Linked DNA regions of Mus musculus: all the other regions are linked to region 1. Evidence: chromatin contacts called from public ChIA-PET data. All regions are on one chromosome and are shown on one strand. Each heading gives the region's core, a stretch centred on a gene start, on an enhancer-like site or on the middle of the called end of the contact. The rest is flanking DNA. Distances are from core to core; before and after follow the strand shown.

Evidence for each region. ChIA-PET counts read pairs in DNA pulled down with a chosen protein or histone mark.
Region 2: a contact with region 1 is called in an RNA polymerase II ChIA-PET map of memory CD8 T cells, with 6 read pairs. The contact joins two enhancer-like sites. A contact is called at or near these places in 2 of 115 datasets of contacts at active chromatin or transcription factors (large pre-B cells and memory CD8 T cells) and 1 of 9 other capture datasets (pancreatic islet).
Region 3: a contact with region 1 is called in an RNA polymerase II ChIA-PET map of effector CD8 T cells, with 8 read pairs. The contact joins two enhancer-like sites. A contact is called at or near these places in 1 of 115 datasets of contacts at active chromatin or transcription factors (effector CD8 T cells) and 1 of 9 other capture datasets (embryonic stem cells).

What each region holds. Positions count from the first base shown.
Region 1 is chr14:77,859,517-77,864,112 of GRCm38.p6, forward strand. All of the region lies in intron 1 of Dnajc15 (DnaJ heat shock protein family (Hsp40) member C15), which reads right to left. Among named protein-coding and RNA genes, the nearest start is that of Dnajc15, 13 kb to the right of the region's middle. Within about 2 kb of position 1,520, at least 35 of the 459 cell types and tissues checked have an H3K27ac peak or open chromatin away from gene starts, as enhancers often do. A contact at or near this core is called in effector CD8 T cells and memory CD8 T cells, where this site is marked.
Region 2 is chr14:78,436,954-78,441,215 of GRCm38.p6, forward strand. No RefSeq gene overlaps it. Among named protein-coding and RNA genes, the nearest start is that of Akap11, 98 kb to the right of the region's middle. Within about 2 kb of position 1,253, at least 38 of the 459 cell types and tissues checked have an H3K27ac peak or open chromatin away from gene starts, as enhancers often do. A contact at or near this core is called in memory CD8 T cells, where this site is marked.
Region 3 is chr14:78,457,423-78,461,589 of GRCm38.p6, forward strand. It overlaps the pseudogene Gm4821. Among named protein-coding and RNA genes, the nearest start is that of Akap11, 77 kb to the right of the region's middle. Within about 2 kb of position 1,284, at least 65 of the 459 cell types and tissues checked have an H3K27ac peak or open chromatin away from gene starts, as enhancers often do. A contact at or near this core is called in effector CD8 T cells, where this site is marked.

The sequences.
Region 1 (4,596 bases), core at 270-2,769:
TAGTAAATGTCAACTGCTTTAATAAAATCAGTAAAATAACCATCCAATATCAACTGTGTGTGGTGTGGCACAAGTCTTAGCAGAGTCCTTTGTCCCTTGTATTTATCTAAGTACAGGAAGATTCAAAGAACTGATTTCTGAGGAAGACTCCAGAAAATTAATTGATCTTCCCTAGGTTAAATACACAATTGTTTATAAAGCTTTAAAACTGAGGTGAGACAATTAGCCAGCTGGGAGTCAGGGATCAGAAACAAGAGAACTCCCCCACTACAACATCTCTTTCTGTTTTGCACTTAATGAGATCAACTGGCTGCTCTGTTCAATCACAAATGAGGAGCATTTTAAATCATTGCCAGCTACAAAATGAATGAACACACCTTCCACCAGGAACATGTGACTGTTACCCTGAGTCTGATAATGGCCTCCAAGATCATCTGCACAGTGCATGTGACTACCTTACTACTAGCAAGAGAATGATCTAAGTCCTAGTCAACCACAGATGCACAAATAATTTAAATTTTTGAATATAATCAAGCCCACCCATAAACACGAAAGAGGTAACATGCTCTACCACCTGCTCAATGAGGTCCTGTCTGGCAAGGCCACCTGCTACTGCTGGCCAGAGTCTTACACTTTTGCTTCCAAATACACAACTCAAGTTCTTTTCTAAATAAAGCTTACTTTCTGGCCTGTAATGTCCATTTATAAATCCTTTTACCATGAAATCAATACTGTGGACAAAAAGGACTTGGATCTCCTTGGTTCCTCTCCTATATAACAGCATTACTCTAGTTTCAAACTCTTTGTATGATAATTTTTGCAACATTTTGCTAATGCAAGAATTAAAAAATATGAGAAATGGCTGCCGACAGAAAGCTTCTATTGTAAAAAGGGATTCCTATGTGATTACAGATGACCTTGTTCCACCTTATCAGCTGAAATAATCAGCTGAGTGAAAGAAACAGACATGAATGTCTGTTGAGCAAACAATTTCAGAAGGACAGAGTGAAGGAGAGACACATAAGCCCCCAGAGCTGCAAGTTTCCCATTCTCAAGCCCCTTATTCTACCAACTTTTCATCTTGGCAGACCCCTCAATTTCCTTAGGGAGAGAGGCTGCCCCTTGCTGTGTGTGGTAATAAACAGTTCCATCTAATGAGGTCAGGCTCCGGTCTCTTTATCGATTGTCTTCAGAAATCTAACAGTTGCTTCTACTATTACAAAGAGATTTTATTTCAATACTAAAGGTATTTTATTAGGAAATATTAACCCCCTAGGCAATCATTTTATTCTAATAATAATGTAACTACATTGTTTTTAAAAGTAACAAACCAATTTAATTCAATTAAGCACCAAGAACTCTAATTATTTCCCTACTTGCTTCCCCAGGCCCATTCTCTACCAGCCTTTGTCTAGTTGTGTATTTTCTCCTCATTTCTCTTATCTCTAAAACTCTACCACTCAGTACTCATGCCCTCTGACCTCTGGCTGCCAACAGGATGAAGGTGAAACAGCATATGACTCCCCAGTTTCTTTTCTGCCTTAATCTTCCTGGGCTGAGGGTCTATTGAATGAGTGTTTCTTCAAGGCTGAACTCTCAGATTTCTGCTCAGTTTAGAGCCTTGCCTCCTCGATTAAGGGACATTCCCCAGCTCTTGCTTCTCTCGGTGATTTGTTGTCTCTTTTTGATTAACTTCTGACCTGGTCTGCGGATCAGTCAACAGGGTCTGCAAGGGAGAGAGTGGGGATGGCAGGGCAAGAGACACGAAGGAAGAATGGAGACAAGACAGTCGGTCTGATCTAGTCTCAAGTCTCCTTTGTTGGAAGGTAACTAAGTACTTTTCAATATAAGTACAAGCTGGGGAGTGCAGCTGTACCACTTGTTAACCACAAGTCCAGAATGTGTAGGAGAAAAACAAGATGTTATCAGAGTGTGTTCAGCTGTGGTGGGTTTCTTGCAAAAACATCATGCTAGGAAAACAAGTCTCTCATCAGGGTGGAAAAGTACCACCTGTAAGTAAATGCCCAAGATGGCTGCAGAGATGATAGCTGCTTTCTGCTAAGAGTCGGCTCCCAACAAACTTCCCCTGCCCACACCCCAGCAAATACTTCCTTCATCAAAATATCTTCAACAAAATCATCCATATATTACAACTAGAACTTTCACTAATGTGCCTCTTATTACCTGCCACTTTATTACATATATACATACATACATACATACATACAGGGTCTCTATCAAATGTGTCCTATTAAGGACCCTGCACATAGTAGGCCTCCAATATTATCATCTCCATGAGAGTCTCCAAAGATCTTTATTGATATTCTTGTTACAATATTTACAATACTCTATTTTTATTAAAAATCAATGTATTTATTTCTTCAAGTTGTATATAGAGACTGCTTTTGTCTCTTGCAGCTTTCTAGGTATCAAGAGTTGTTATAAAGGGAAAAGTGAAAAAGGATTTATGACTTTTAAATACACTAACAAATAAACACAAGTTAGATAGATCATGGGATTGAGTAAGTTCCATTAAGTAAGACCAAGACTGTGCAATCGTATCTAATTTACACACTAAAGGACAAAGAATGGTAAGACTACTCAAAAACTCATTTTATTTACTGTAATTAAAATGCCCTATTGGAAAGGAAAAATATCTGAATTATCTCTTTTAAGTATATTAATTTCTACAGTTTATGTATAGCATAAACAACTGATTGCACATTCACAGTAGGTGGATGATTTTGTTGAAGATAATTTGATGAAGCAAGTATTTACTGAGGGAGACATGGAAACTGAAGTCAATCTGAAAAATTGACTCTACACAACTAGCTTTCTACTTTAAAAGTCAGAATAAGTCCTTTTAATCAAGTTAAATATGAAAATGTTAAGTAAAATATTAGACATAAACAGAATTAAATCAAAGCTTAGTTGATATAGGATATTATGTCTTTTTCATTCACTAAAATGTTCCTGCCATTGGGAGCTGAGTATACTTGGCCCGGGCCTGTAATCCTAGCATTTGGGAGGCAAAGCAGTAGCTAGAGTTGGAGGCCAACCTGGCCTACAGAGGGAATTTGACGCCAGCTTATACTACATAACAAATTTCCACCTTGATTTTTGTTTTAAGTCCATCAGTCCTTTTATTTATTTTTTAAATTATCTGTTTATGTGCAAAAAGGCTTGTGCTTATGAGTACAGGTACCCAGGGAATCCAGAAGAGAGTACATCTCCTGGAGCTAGAGTTGCAGGCAGTTAAGAAGTACTCAACATGGTGGCAAGGAAATGAACCCGGGTCTCAACAGGAAGAGCATGTACTCATCACCATCTATATAGCACCTGGTCTTTCTTTTGAAGCACAAATACAGAGTTATAAATTACCAATAATTCTTTTTAATCCTCTGCATCTGGGAATGACTCATATGGAGAGGAAGCCACATTTCTAATTCCACATAGAGAAAGCAGGAAACATAAGAGAGTCAATCTTTAGTCTGACAAATAGTTCACACAGAACAGATTAATTTGACCGTAATTTGTGTATGTGTGTATGTATGTATGTATGTATGTATGTATGTGTGTATTCACATGTGGATGTGGACATATGTGTGTATGTAAGTAGAAGCCAGAGTTGCATCCTTGTAACAATCACTTTTTTTTCTTTTTTTGAGACATGGACTCTTACTGGCCTAGAACACACGGAGTACTACTTGTGAATCCCAGAGATCTGCCTGCATCTAACTCTCCAGTGTTGGGATTTCCAAGTGTGCTCTGTTATACTTGGCTTTTCTTAATGTGGGTTCTAGGATACAACTCAGGCCTTCATGCTTAGCCAGTAAAACACAATGACAGGAAGAGTATAAGGGAGCCAGGAGTGATGGAATGTGCCTTCAATTGAACCAAAGTTCACATTCAAGTACCATGCAATCAAGTTACAAACAACAAAAACAAAACAAAACAAGACAAAACTCTTACATTTTAAGTAAGTTATAATTGTGTGTTGGGCCAAACTGTGTGAAGGCCACAGGTTGGCCACCTCCTTGTGGGGCCTTTCAGGGAACCTCAGGACTTCAGCGGTCCTGCTGTTTCCGGCAGAGTTAACACTATCACAGAACTCTAAGGTCTCTAGTTGTCATGTTGAAAAAGCAAGCAAACAAAAAACAACCATATAGTCGAAAACAGAGGTATAGAAATGAATTATAAGTATATTAAAATAATCTAGGAAAAATAATGGGTGATTAATGATGAAAATGGTAAGTTGTATTTTGAAGGTAAAAAGATTTTTTCTGATACTGTATGTGGTATACAAGTAAAAAATCTAGAATGTCAAAATTACTGTCTTGAACAACTACAAAAATGAAATTGCCTTCTGTGGAGGGGTCAGACTAAAGGCGTTGGAGTGGAAGTAGGAAATCTGAGGAACTCTCTTTGGACTTATTTTAAAGCACATGCTATGATGAAGAAGATAAATTGTACAGGAATTCATTAGCACTGGGTTGAGAGGGAAACAAAGAAGAATGAGCAGGATTAAGCAAAATCATTCTTTCTTTGTTTCCTGGCAGGGTCTCAATTCTCAAGGGTTAATCGCAAGCAAATCAC
Region 2 (4,262 bases), core at 3-2,502, 580 kb after region 1:
ACTTTTCTGCCCTTGCTCAGAAGATTTTCTTTTCTCCTCTATCTTGGAGCAAAGAGGGGAGCCAGTCTTCCTGCTTTGATATGCAGAGAAGTCTGGCTTTACCGGGATCCTTCCGTGTGCCAGGCACTGGGCTAAGGGGTTGGCACGGATTCATTTTCTCCTTATTAGTAGGTCCTCTTTGGTGAAAGAACTCATCAGGCCAAAGCTTGCAAGCGGCGGCTTCTTCTCAGCCAAGGGTAAACGGGAGCACACCAGGGACCCTTGTCCAAACAGTTCAGCTGGAGGCACAGGGAGCATAAGGTAGCAACATCTCCTGGATCTAAGACCAGGAAACAAAGTTTGGAATCTCACATAAATGCTAACCACTTTTGAGTGTTAGGGCCTTGTGCAATTGCTCAAGGAAATGGACAGGATGAGGTGGGGAGAGTATGAGGGAGAAAAGGGCAGAAAGAGAAGGGGAGAAATGAGAAATTGTAGGAGTCTTGGGGACACTGGTGGCCCTTGGCACTTGGACCAGAAAAGCACAATCACCACAGGAAATGCTTCCTGGGACTCCAACAGCCGCCCTTCCTGGCGAAGAAGACAGCTGACACCTGGCTTCAATAAAGAGCCATCCTGCAAACTCAGCCTTGCTCTCACAATGGACATAAAATATTGAGCTCTTTAAAGCCCAATAGGTGCCTTTGGCTCTCAGCCCCTGGAACTACATACAATCTGTATTTTCTGTAGCATTGCATTTATTTATGCTTTGTCCATTAAAATGGTGGAGGAGAGGGGGGACTGCTATTTAAGATGCTCCACTTGAAATGCTCTTTTCCAAAGAGTAGAAGGCCCAGAAAGGCCCATTGATCATCTGCTGCCCCTTGCTACCCAGCACATTGATTTTTCAAGGGACTTTCATGTTTGACAACTAGCACTGCCCCTCCCCACCCCTTTGACCTTCTGCTAAGACAGGGCCCTAGGCTAGTGGTTCTTTTACAGTCTCTAACATCAATACCATTTGTGTATTATCCTATTCAGTGTCTGGACTTAAGCAAAGGCTCTTGCCTGGTCATTTATATTCTCCTAAACTTTATGATTAACTGACAAACATCTGTCTAATGATGCAGCTAATCGAAGGCTTCAAGAGACAACTGTATGTTTTCTATTTTCCTTCGTCCCAAATTTCAGTGTTTCTGCCTGTCTCAGAGGCTCCCTAGAACAGCAGATATGACCTCCAGCTGCCTTCTTCACTAACGGAAGAAACCAGAGAGGGCCTTTTTCCACATACCATCACATTTTCTGAAACCACTTCCTCTCCCTGCTCCCCTTGACCTCTGCTGAGCAGTTGGCTGCATTAACCGCAGCGTTCTTGACACTTTCCCTGTGTGCAGGTGAAGGGCAAAGATTCTGGTCACCCTTGAATATGAACTGCAGCCCAGTGCTTTCTTAGTATACAAAATTGAGGGAATTGCTTAGAAACTGAGTCTGTCTGTTCCCACATCTGTGAAAGGAGAACAAAAAGCAACACTTCTTAGGGGTCCTGCAGGAAACTAAGTTAAACACTCACAGTGCATTTAAAAGACAAAGACTCCAGGAGGACCAGATTAGCCTCTCCTGCTTTGTGTTTCCATCTCTTCTTGTTCTCTGCTAAATACTAACAATGTCCATGGTCCATTCCTTGCCTGAACCATGAGCCCCTGTTCACACCCATCTCGCTCTACTGCCCTACACTCACTCTTCATAGTTCACACTTGAGACATGAAGGTATGGCTTTGCCTCAGTTTCTAGGCCTATAAAACACATTCACACTCCTAGCAGTTTGTTTTATGTAGGTGTAGAAACTGAGGCAAGGTCTCACTCCAGAAGCACCAAAGGCAAACTGAGATAGGACTGCCCAACCTCCATGAGTCATCTTGGTCTCCATTTTCTCCCAAGCATACCTGGTGTTCAGAGACAGGTGGATAGGAAGAAAGACTTCACTTACCTGTTTGCTCCTGTACACCAGGGAAACTCTTGCAGTAGCAACACAGGGAATTGGGTTGAAAATCAATCAACACAAAAGCAAAAATAGCGAAGAGTCAAAGCCTAAGGACTTCGTAAATGCCCCCTAGTGCTGCCTCCTCTAGAAGACTCCCAGTTGGTTAGTGTTTCTCAATGACCTTTAATTATCTTTAATTATCCACATGCCCCTCCCAAGTGCCAAGGAGGCTGCTGAGCAAAGAGCTGTCCTTCCCTGCTGGCCACCGGAAGATCGTGATTGTAGGAAAGGAGGTACTGGGAGCGTGGGTACTGATCAGATTCTGTCTCCAGGTCTGGGCTGTGGTTACACAGGTGTGCTTGCTCAGCCCTAATTCATCAAAGATAAACACTTTGACGGGGATTAGTGCAGTTTTCTCTTGCAAATTGTGCTTCAATTTATTTAAGTTTATATTTACAATATATGTTTCTTCCTTAGATTTTTTTCCAGCACCCCTTCATTATTACAGGCTGGTTTTGTTCCAAACCCATGATGTTTGGCAAAAAGGTAAGAAATGCCATGATATTTTCATCGATAGCTTGCTCTTCTTCTCCCTTCCCCTCCCCTTCCCCTCAATCTTCTCACTCTCATTGAATGCCAGGCAAATAACTAAGAACAGAATTGGTATGAATTACAAAATATCTCCATCACTGACTGCCATGACATCAGGCAGAAATTACTTATCTATCTTCCACATCAGTGTATTATCTGTAAAGTAAGGCTAATAGTACTTATCCAACCCATCAAGGGGATTTAATGATCATAGGCAAAGTGAACATTGGCTGAGTCTTGTATTTTATTCCTAATTTTCTATTGGTTACTTTCCACAAGCAGAGATTTACATTAGGGACTGACTTAATTTTCTATTGTGCTAGTAAGAACCACGACCAAGATAATTCATAAAAGAAAGCATTTAATTTGGGGCTCATGGTGGCAAAGGGTTAGAGTCTATAACCATCTTGGTGTGGAGAGCATGGCAGCAGGCAGGCAGGCATGGTGCTGGAGCAGTAGCTGAGAGCTCACATCTCAATCCACAAGCATGAGGCAGAGAACACCATGGGAATTTTTGAAACCTCAAAGTCCACCCCCAGTGACACACCTCCTCCAACAAGGCCACACCTCCTAATCCTTTCCACACAGTTCCACCACCTGAGGCCAAACATTCAAATACATTGGCCTATTATAGGGGCCATTCTTATTCAAACCAGTACAGGAAGGGGGCAGCATTCAAACAAGATTCATGAAGATAGATAGATCTCTTCTTTTTATTAGATATTTTCTTTATTTACATTTCAAATGCTATCCTGAAAGTTCCCTATACCCTCCCCCTGCCCTGCTCCCCTACCCACCCACTCCCATTTCTTGACCCTGGTGTTGCCCTGTACTGGGGCATATAAAGTTTGCAAGACCTAGGGGCCTCTCTTCCCAATGATGGCCGACTAGGCCATCTTCTGCTACATATGCAGCTAGAGACACAAGCTCTGGGGGTACTGGTTAGTTCATATTGTTGTTCCACCTATTGGGTTGCAGACCCCTTTAGCTCCTTGGGTACTTTCTCTAGCTCCTTCACTGGGGGCCCTGTGAGCATCCACTTCTGTATTTGCCAGATACTGGCAAAGCCTCACAAGAGACCGTTATATCAGGATCCTTTCAGCAAAATCTTGCTGGCATATGCAATAGTGTCTGGGTTTGGTGGCTGATTATGGGATGGATCCCTGGGTGGGGTAGTCTCTGGATGGTCCATCCTTTCATCTTAGCTCCAAACTTTGTCTCTGTAACTCCTTCCATGGTTATTTTGTTCCCTATTCTAAGGAGGAATGAAGTATCCACATGTTGGTCTTCGTTCTTCTTGGTTTTCTTGTGTTTTGCAAATTGTATCTTGGGTATTCTAAGTTTCTGGGCTAATATCCACTTATTAGTGAGTGCATATCTAGTGACTTCTTTTGTGTTTGGGTTACCTCACTAAGGATGATATCCTCCAGATACATCCATTTGCCCAAGAGTTTCATAAATTCATTGTTTTTAATAGCTGAGTAGTACTCCATTGTGTAAATGTACCACATTTTCTATATCCATTCCTTTGTTGAGGACATCTGGGTTCTTTCCAGCTTCTGGCTATTATAAATAAGGCTGCTATGAACATAGTGGAGCATGTGTCCTTATTACCAGTTGGAACCTCTTCTGGGTATATGCCCAGGAGAGGTATTGCTGGATCTTCCTGTAGTACTATGTATAATTTATGAGGAACCACCAAACTGATTTC
Region 3 (4,167 bases), core at 34-2,533, 600 kb after region 1:
TCACCATCCATGGCAGACAGGAAAGCTGTCCCCAGGGTCATGAGACTGCCACTTCTCTCACCTGCTGCAACACTCAGGAGAGTGAGCCCTGCACCTTGCCTGAGCAGAAGGATAGAGCTAGTCCTGGTGGAGTCAGGGGTATATTGTCATTGGCGAGCTTGCACAAGGGCATGAGACTGGGAGAGCAGGCAGGCTGGCCAGCTCAGATACCTCTCAGGCCTAGATCCATGGCCAACCCCAACATCTACCGCATCGATGCAGGACTAGAGTATGTGAAGGGGCCTGTCATATATATATGATTGCCATGACACAGGGCAATGACAGGACATCTGAGAGGAGGCCCAGTGAGGAACTGTTATCAATAGAATAGCAGAAGCCAGAGGCCTCATACCAGACCAATAACTCATTGAAATGAACATTTGTAAGCAAAGAAGATATGGACAAAAGGGTATACTTTGGGATACAGGGTGATGCCCTACAGCTTCCACAATGAGATTATTTTTCCTTGTTGGGGGGACAGATTGCAAGGATGGGGGATGGGTATGAAGGGGGAAGATGAGTGGGATTGGGGTGCATGGTATGAAATTCACAAAGAACCAATAAAAAGTTGGGTTGTTTAAAGAAGTGTCTTGCAGACACCCACTTGGGCTCACTCAACATGGGGGTCTCATCTTATGTTGTGAGTCTTCCCTAGAGGACAGTTCTGTGCTGGGTTCTTGGGACTCACAATGAGAAGAATAGTGTGAAGATTGGTAGAGCCCAGTTGCCTTTTTGTTCTTAAAGAGCTCAGCAGAGGATACAACCAATGAAGAAGAACAGCTGGGGCAGGGCGATCACCAAGGACCAGAAAGTCTGACTCACCACCAGCCCTATACCAGAGAGATCTTTGCTAATCCCAAATGAAGAGGAGGTAGCACAGCTTTGGCTGAGTGAAGCCAAGCCTTGAAAGGGCTAGAAGGAGCCTGATGCATCTTACAAACAGAGCAGTTCATCCTACTTGGAGCCTCCTTCCTCCTAGCTCTTAGATCACCCCAGCACCTCCCTCCCCTCTCCCTGGAGATCTCCTCCTTCCTTCCCTTTCCCTTTTCCTCTCTCCCTACTTTGAGAGAGTCAGATGTTACATTACATTCTAGCACCTCTCCTCCAGCTACTCAACTCTCAAACCAACAGAGGCTTGGAGGGAGGGGAGGGGAGAATCATTTGCAGTGAATGTTGTCAGCTCTCAAAAGACCTCTGACCATCGTTTCATCTCAGGAAGCTTTTATCTCTCATGCTTACAGCACCTGCCTTCAAAGACCTAAGAGCTCACAGGTACTCTGCTGCCTTGGACCGCACATAGGATCTCATCAGTTCTCAGATCTCTGCTTTACAGATGGGAAATCGAAGCCAACAGGAGCCTCTGCTCTCCTGAGCATGTTTCTCAAGAGTTCCACCCAGCTCAGAACCACAAACATTGACTCCAGGCACTGAGCCCCAAAGAAGGACCAGAGACATTTAAGCCACAGCTTTGTGGTTCCGGGACAGACTCTGAAAATAATAAGGTTCTCCAAGTTGACTAGAGGCACGATGTCATGGCACTCATGCCCTGCCCCCTGTTGCTAGGGGGTTGTGGGGGGCGAGGACAGAAAAGGCACTGCCTTCTTTCAACTTCTTCCACAGTAATGTGTCCAGTTGCACTTAAGAGAGCATATCGAATTGCCATAGCAAGGGAAATGAAAAATAAAATCACTATTGTAAAATCCAACTGAACCGGATGCCACACCATTAATAGCATCTCCTTCACAAACACTGACTGAGGAAATCCACAAAGACCACACTGACATCAGAGCTCCCTTCTGGCTAATGACTCTGTAACCAGACAAAAGCTAAAGCAAACAGCACCTCACTTTGCCGTCAAGCCTAGGTGCATGGCCCTCCCTGGAGGGACCTTAGAGACTGACTCATGGCCCAGTGGCCCCAGCCCTGAGACCAACTGTACAGTGCATCCAAGTTGGAGCCTGTGTCTTTGAGGGCAGTGCCTACTGCAAAGGGCCGGCAGAGGCAGAGAAGGTGGCGGCGGTGCCTGCTGCTGCTGCTGCTGCTGCTGCTGCTGCTGCTGCTGCTGCTGCTGCTGCTGCTGCGGTGGGGCTGACGTAAGGGATCTGAGTTTGCAGGCAGGTGTTGCTCAGGCTTCTTGTTCTCGAGGAATACCATGAACAGTTCAGATAAGGGAGAGTCACCTGACTCCAGACACAGGATTCGAGCCCAGGGCCTTGGATTGCAGCTACAGGGGAGGGAACTCTGGCTGATCTCTCCCTGCGGAATGGCTGGTGACATTCAGAAAACCACCATCACAAAACTCTGATGGTAATTTTATTCACAATTTCCGTGGCTTTCTGGAGGAGGCTGCGTTTGCTCCATGAATAATCACAGAGAATGTGCTGCTGTGTTCCGCCCCCCAGATGTGGAATTAAATCATTCTTTCAATCATGTATTCCCTGTGCCTAAAAACAAAAGGCTACTTATGTTGCATAGAATCAGCACTGGAACATTCAAAGGAGTCTGTAATTCCAGAACATTTGATTTTTATAAATTTATAGGCATCAAAATAGCCTGAATCGGATAATATGAGAATCTTTAAAAACACTGGGATCTTTTAAACTATATTTTGCAAATTAAAAAAAAAAAGAAGAAGAATTGAATTTCAGTCTGTGGGCTCGTAATAAATTTAAAAGAAAGAATTAGAATATAGACTCATGCATGTGGGCAGCCTATCAGGTTCCCACCTCTGGATGAATTCCTACACAGAGTTGGCTACACTTGTTACTATCAAGTGATAATGTTGGCCAGAAATGTGTGCTTTCTGTAAAAGGAAAGACCCACCCCAACACCTTCCATTATGTCTTTTAATGTACTTAACACAAGTGTTAAGTACATTAAGGTGTCGAAGAAATGCTGCCAACACCCAATCACTCATTCTAAGGTTTGTTTTGCTTTGCTTTGGGGTTTTTTTGTTTGTTTGTTTGGGGTTTTTTGGTTTTTTTTGTTTGTTTGTTTTTCTTTTTGTTTGTTTGTTTGTTTGTTTGGGGTTTTTTTTTTGTCACTTTGTTTGAGCTAGGTACTGCTAGGCTAGGCTCTGAAGATTCAGAGGATAACAAAACAGACAGGAAAGTCTCTGTCTTGGGTCTCTATTTTAATGTCTTCTAAATTATCACCAACAGAACACAGAGGAGGAGCACTGAGATCATAGATCACAGGCCACCCACCTTCAGAGTCTGCCCTCAAGCGGGAGGGGAGATGGAGGAAAAGGATCTAGCAAGGAGGCTATTGCTTTGCTGCAGCCCGTTTCTTTGGAAACATTTACAGGGGTCTTAGAAAATAGACCCTTGTAGTAGACCCTTCTGCTGCTTAATATCCTCTGTGTCAGATCCCCTCAGCCTTCAACTTATACTCAGTATCCTCCTGGCCGTTCTCATTGTCTTCGTTGTCCTCGTCGTTGTCGTCATCGCCCTCCTCCTCCTCCCCCCCCCCCTCCTCCTCCTCCTCTTCCTTCTCCTCCTTCCTCCTCCTTCTTCCTATTCAGAAAAATCCCAAATGTTGGATGCTGGTGCAGCAGGAGGCCCCGGACGACCCAGGGCGTCAGGATTAGGACGTCATAATGGCGCAGCAGTTTTAGGTGCTGGTCTTAGGGTCGCTTGCCGCGGTCCTGGTCGAGGCCACGGGGCTCGTGGAGGTAAAGCTGAAGGCAAAGAGTGGATCTCCGTCATCAAGCTGGGCCGCCTGGTCCTTGAAGGAGATCTATCTTTCTCCCTGCTCATTAAGGAATCCGAGATTATTAACTTTTCCCTGGGTGCATCCCTAAAGGATGAGGTTCTGAAGATCCTGCCAGTGCAGAAGCTGACAAGCACAGCAGATTCAAGGCTTTTGTCGATATTGGGGACTACAATGGTCACGTTGGTCTTGGCGTTAAGTGCTCCAAGGAGGTAGCCACTGCCATCTGAGGGGCCATCTTCTTGGCCAAGCTTTCCATTGTCCCTGTGCGGAGAGGCTACTTGGGGAACAAGATTGACAAGCCCCACACTGTTCTATGCAAGGTGCAAACCTCTGTAGCTCTGTGCTGGTGTGTGTCATCCCTGCCCTCAGAGGCACTGGCATTGTCTCTGCTCCTGTGCCCAAGAAGCTCCTGAT